Regions from separate parts of the Drosophila melanogaster genome. Here region 2 is linked to region 1. A link is a contact called in public Hi-C data. All regions are on one chromosome and are shown on one strand. The core of a region is the stretch at or near the end of the contact, and the rest is flanking DNA. Distances in the headings are between cores, read along the strand shown. Region 1 holds the start of rhea (rhea,). Region 2 holds the start of lncRNA:CR44526 (long non-coding RNA:CR44526).

What was found. A called contact is a pair of places that touch in the nucleus more often than the background predicts.
Region 2: a contact with region 1 is called in a Hi-C map of the S2 cell line, with 2.0 times the contacts expected there. A contact is called at or near these places in 8 of 107 Hi-C or Micro-C datasets (the Kc167 cell line, the ML-DmBG3-c2 cell line, the Ras3 cell line and 4 more).

What each region holds. Positions count from the first base shown.
Region 1 is chr3L:8,543,572-8,546,276 of dm6, forward strand. It overlaps rhea (rhea,), which reads left to right and starts at 1,430. Exons shown (of 17, transcript NM_001274658.1): 1 at 1,430-1,518.
Region 2 is chr3L:8,691,324-8,694,220 of dm6, forward strand. It overlaps lncRNA:CR44526 (long non-coding RNA:CR44526), which reads left to right and starts at 1,380. Exons shown (of 1, transcript NR_124833.1): 1 at 1,380-1,868.

The DNA of each region.
Region 1 (2,705 bases), core at 180-2,679:
TGGCCTCTTTGTTGGGCCAACAAAGTGACATAAATCTTGGCGAGCGCTGGCACAAACTCAACCGGAACTAAAGCAATGACGCAGCAGGAGCACCAGGACACATGTCGATGCGTTCTGCTCATCCATTTCGCTTGCTCCTCCTTGGCCAGCAGTCATAACGGGCGTGTGTGTAAAGCGAGTGTGCCAGTTCCGAGATTTATCGGCCCGAGGGGTGAGTCCATATCTGCACATCCTGCATCTTCTATCTGCGTATCGGTTTGGCAGGCCTCGAATCGCGGGACATCAATGCTCAATGCCCAATGCCCAATGCCGGATGCCCAGAACGACAGGCGTTCGATTGAAATTAATTGAATTTGCGCCCAAGCCACGAACTTGACTTCGTTTCAAGAAATTTCTCAAGCGCGCAGGGGCGGGCATTGTGCACAGAGAGAAATTTTTATATGAAGAATATAGTGTTTTATGTATGAAGGTTTTCTGAAAGTTCGCTTTAAAATGTTTCTCTTGAAATTTCCAATAATTAAATTCAAGTTTGATAGTAGCAAAAGGAATGTTTATCCCCCCCTTTGATAATTTTGCAACTTGTCTTTAATTACTTCTCATTTTTTAAGAGTGTTGCGAAAGAAGGACCGTGGACGCTTGTTTCCTGTTTATGCTCGAGATGTTTTGCAGCATAAATTACGCGTACACATATACCCATGTATTCGCGCATATGATATCCTTGACAAGTCGAGAAAGGAGAAGGGAAAAAAACAGGAACATTAAATTTATTTTTATTTCGCTGCCTTATAGGGAAAGCAACCCCAGTGAAAGGGCCCCCAAAGACGCGCGCTATGTGCGGTCCGTTGACTTTGGCGAAGTCATGAATTCGCTTGCTTATTTTTATGATTTTGGCTAGTTTTTGTTTTTCGGCCCTTAGATTGCTCGTCTATTTTCTGAGGGTTGTAAGTTGCACACTTGGTTGCCCTCCAATCGCCGAAATCAAAACGGAAACGATGATCGTCTCGGAGAAAATTCAGGAAAGCCAGACAAATTTATCAAGTTTGTGTGGGGGTGCGCTTTGGTGGGGCTTGTAACCTTCATTAATCATGTGGATATGTTGTTTTTATAGGATTCGACTACAAATCGCTTAATCTTTAAGCCTTGTTTTAGTTAGACTGCATTAGTTGGGGGTTTTATTTTAAATTTGGCGCTCATGCCTTTACATTTGGGGTGACCCTGCACTTAACAGTCTGCCATTGGCATAACAGCTCTGTGTGCAGACTACTTTTTGCTTGCCGTAGTAATTTCAAATATTATAGAAGTATAGGCAAACTATGATTAGAACTTGTAAATTTATATATTTTTTATTTATTTTGTAATTATGTGACCCAAACGCTAATTGGTTCCGATAGCCGCAATGACTTATCGATAGCTGCTTGACGCACGGTCACACTGTCTTAACTACGGAATATTTTGTAAAGTGTTAGTTTTATTTACTCGATTTTAGCTCTCTTTAAGCCCTTTTCGCCGTGTGTTTCTGTAAGTTAACCAATGTTTAAAACCCCAAGTGCACAAATCAGTTTAAAGCCCCTTTCCCGCGGCATGAAAACGCGTCAAACAAAGCCAGTGGAGATTCAGCTGCGGCCTGGCCAACAAGAACTCATTTCGATTCGTTCGCACATTTTGTTGTTGCCGCCTAGTGGGTGCTCCTCCGGGGTGGAGTCATCATCGTTATCCCTACCCCCAGTTGTTGGCGCCGACTGTCCGGATTTTGGTCTCTCCCACATGTCCCGCACATTTGTTTTTGTCGGTCACGCGAATTCCGCCCTTTTAACCAAGTTTCCAGTGTAACAACAAAAGGGGGCAAAAAAAGGGAACGCCCGCATTTGTATGTTTGTTCGTTTGTTTGCTTGTAAGCATCGTCTACGTTTTATGCTAATTAAAGTGCAACATTTTTTTTTTAGCCAAAGCTGCGAATATAATTCAATTAACGAGAGTCCAACTGCGACTGCCTCGCATTATCAGCACAGCAGTTGGTTTGGTTTGACGGCTTTATCTGAGCAGCTGGATGAGCGTGCAGAATAGCATGGTGTATATGTATATGGGGTACATTCCATACGCGATAAGATAACCCCCGGTTGCTGAAGAAGAAGAAGAAGAAGCGCCGGATTCGCGGGAGTTGGCAATTGCCTTCAATTCTCAAGTTAATTGTGGAGTTAGCTGTGCAACTGCAACCCTCAAAGATCCGAGACGAGGACCCACAAGACTCGTGCCTACATCCCGCTGTCAGTGGCATAGAGATTCACTCTTCCCGGGATCAGGCCCTCAATTGCGTCAATAATTGGACCTAATTGAAGTCAACAGGCTATTATTTTGCCTCCTTTGTTTATGCACGTTTTTGGAAACTGTTGTATTCAATTATTTCAACTGAGATTGAAATTTCTCATGTATTCTGTTTGTGTAAGAGTTTTAAATGCAGATACTTTCCTAAAAAGAGACTGGTCCTGTTTAGATTATAGTATCTATAGAGATTTGAACCCATAAAGATTACGTTAATATTGTTGATTGTTTAGAAGCATTCCTTTTGGGGAATAATCTAGTCCGTCAAAGAGTCATTGATATTATAGATAAGAAATGTTTGGGTCATATAACATCATCAAAACAAAACGTCATTACCAAAACATTTCAAAATACTAATACTTACAACGCTCCAATCGCTTGACTAG
Region 2 (2,897 bases), core at 130-2,629, 150 kb after region 1:
CAATTACGACGCCTTTCAGGAGTAACTAAGCACTATATTTTTAGCACAAAGTCATGAAAAGGCCTACATTTTATCTATTCACTTGACCATGAGGCATTTCCTTTATTAGTTTTACAATTGCTCAGCAAACCATCAATTACACATTTCCCTTGATAAGCCCATTAAGTGTTTCCGCAAAACTAAAAATGCTCCATATAAGGTCATCGCATTAGCGATAGTAATTGATAGGCTAGTATCGTGGTAAGATTTTAATTTTAGCACTCACATTCAACCTGGAACGTGGAATATGGTGCTATGGGTGTTATGGGGATATAGCAAGGTATCACCATCCGGAAATGAGTCGAGCCCCAAAAAAAGGAAATTCTTTATAGTTTAACGCGATTAGATTTGCGACCGTTAGACTGTAAGGGATATCGGATGGGGTGGGTGTACCATTGCCCAGACGAATCATGCTGATTGCATGCATCGTACGATCTCTGTACGCTGATTCCAGCTCGAGTTCCGGCAGCCAGCTGCTGACGTCAAAGTCTTTAATCGAAAGTCGAAACGATGTGACCCACATACAAACATTGAAAGCACAAGTGTTGGCCTAGCCCTTAGTTGCTGACTAAAGTCGGCCCGGGCAGCCAGATAAGGCCAGACCATCCGACCGCGGATCCCATGCACCGCACCACGTACTCCTTGACGGGGTGTAAGAAATACACTGAGCAAATTTAGAATGAGCTTTACGCTTATCATAGTGATATATGATTGAGACAGGTCTTCTAATATAGTTTTTCCAGCAATGAGTAATAAGAAACGCAAAGAAGGGAGTTCCCCCTTTTATATATTGTGAGTCGGTTCGTTTTATGTAAATAAATTTCTTATAATAAATGCTATTTTTTTTAATCTCAAACAGGTTTTACAATATCTTTAACCAAGTAAATAATAATATATTTTAAATCAATATAATTGATTTACATTTATTAAGACCGTAGATTCTTATTATTTACTTGTCTATACCCAGTACTTTAAAAACTTTGAATATATACTGTAAACTTATTGATTGTATATTTACTTATTTTCAACACATGGTAAAATGTATTTTCGTATCTTAAAGCAAGAACCTAACAGTTTTTTTCAGTGCACAGTTCGAAGGCGTCTACGTGCGCTGCAATGCGAAGCACGAGCCCCGTCGTTAATTTCACCATTAGCCTCCTCGCACAGTGAACACTCTGATAAGACGCCGGCATGCCGTGCCACACATGCACACACATAAATATATAAAGTAATATATGACTGATTGTCTGCCGAGGCCCAAGACGTCGGTCGTCGTAAACAGCTTATCAGCCGGGCAATGTGGTTACCCGTCGAAAGCGCTGGAACGGCAACCAGATCGGGAACCTGTCACAGACAGCTGCCGAGTCTCCGGCTGGCACATGCAATCACCCGGCGGAGCAAAGTGCGAAGACCGACGTCATCGTGGAACGCTGACGCAACGACCTTGCCAAGCGGCCCACCTCCCGACGCTCCCACCGGCCACCCACCTTAAAGTCCAACGGGCTGTGAGTCACCAGTCGCCATTGATTTCCATTAGATTTCGATTCGATGACTGGCACTCATGCGGATCACAGATTACAGGATGTCGGACGACTTAGTTGGATTTCTGGGAATCTCGAAATCCCACTGAGCAATGCTATGATATTGACTTCGATTGCATTGCGGAACTGACTTGGATTACGATTGGATTACAACACGGAACTTTATGATAATATTTTCCAAAAGCCTTTGGTCCAGATTATTAATGATATCATGTAACTAAATAATCATTGAATATTTCCCCTAGCAAGAACTTACATATATATAATAATTATAAGTCCGACGACTTTAAGTGATTTGTTTTTGATGGATTTGAAAGATACAAAATTAAAACATCGCTCAACTTGCAATACTAAGCCACACAAGCTGAGAGTCCACCGATCGATCATTAGTTCTTCTTGGCCATTAGAAAATCCCTTCTTTATATAACACGATCATCCGATACGATCCGTTGCCTCTTTCATCAGCTTTTTGGCCAGACATGCCCTGGGGTCTCGAATCTACACAGACACCTCATACATTCAAAATCGATATTTTTTAGATGCTGCTCTTTCGAGTCGAGCTTAGTGTTTTTTATTTTTTTTTTTTTTTTTGGTTTTTGCTGGCTTTGTCTTTGGCGCCGTCTAGCTCAAAAATGTCTAAAACTGTCATTAATTAGAATTTGCAGCGTGTCGAGTCTGTGCCATCCGTCGTCGCTTGTCTGGCCGTTTGGCATTAAAATGTTAACCACCAAGGGGCCAAAAAGGGGGACCAGACCGCATCGCGAACGTTTCTGGAATTCCCCCGCCGCAAAAAAAGAAAGCAAGCCACAAGAAAAATTAGCCAACAAGCGTGTGTTTGCCAAAGCCAAGGCAAAAACAACACAAAAAAAAAGAAATAAGAGTTAAAAATAATCATAAATAAAGGTAGGAAAATAAAGCAAATATCGCCTGAGACAAAAACCAGTCGGAGATGCCGTTGGAGACGCCAAATGGTGGCTACGCTCGACAGGGGAGGGTGGGGGGATAGGGGGCCACAGACGGGCCCCACTCTAAGCCACTCTAAGCCAACTGAGCAACTGAGCCACTGAGCCACTGAACCGCCGAGCAACAACTCTGAGCCACTTTGAGCCACACGCGCCGCGCTTTTGTCATAAGCCTGTCATAGACCACGCGACTGCAGCTGAATTCACACGCTTCGTTGTGGTTTATTGTATTTTTTTCCATATAATTTATATATCATTTGATTGTATTCCACTTCGTGGAATTTGCGGCGACATTCCCAGCACACTTCGTATATATATATAGTGTAGTCTACTGACATGTGGATATATGGATAAT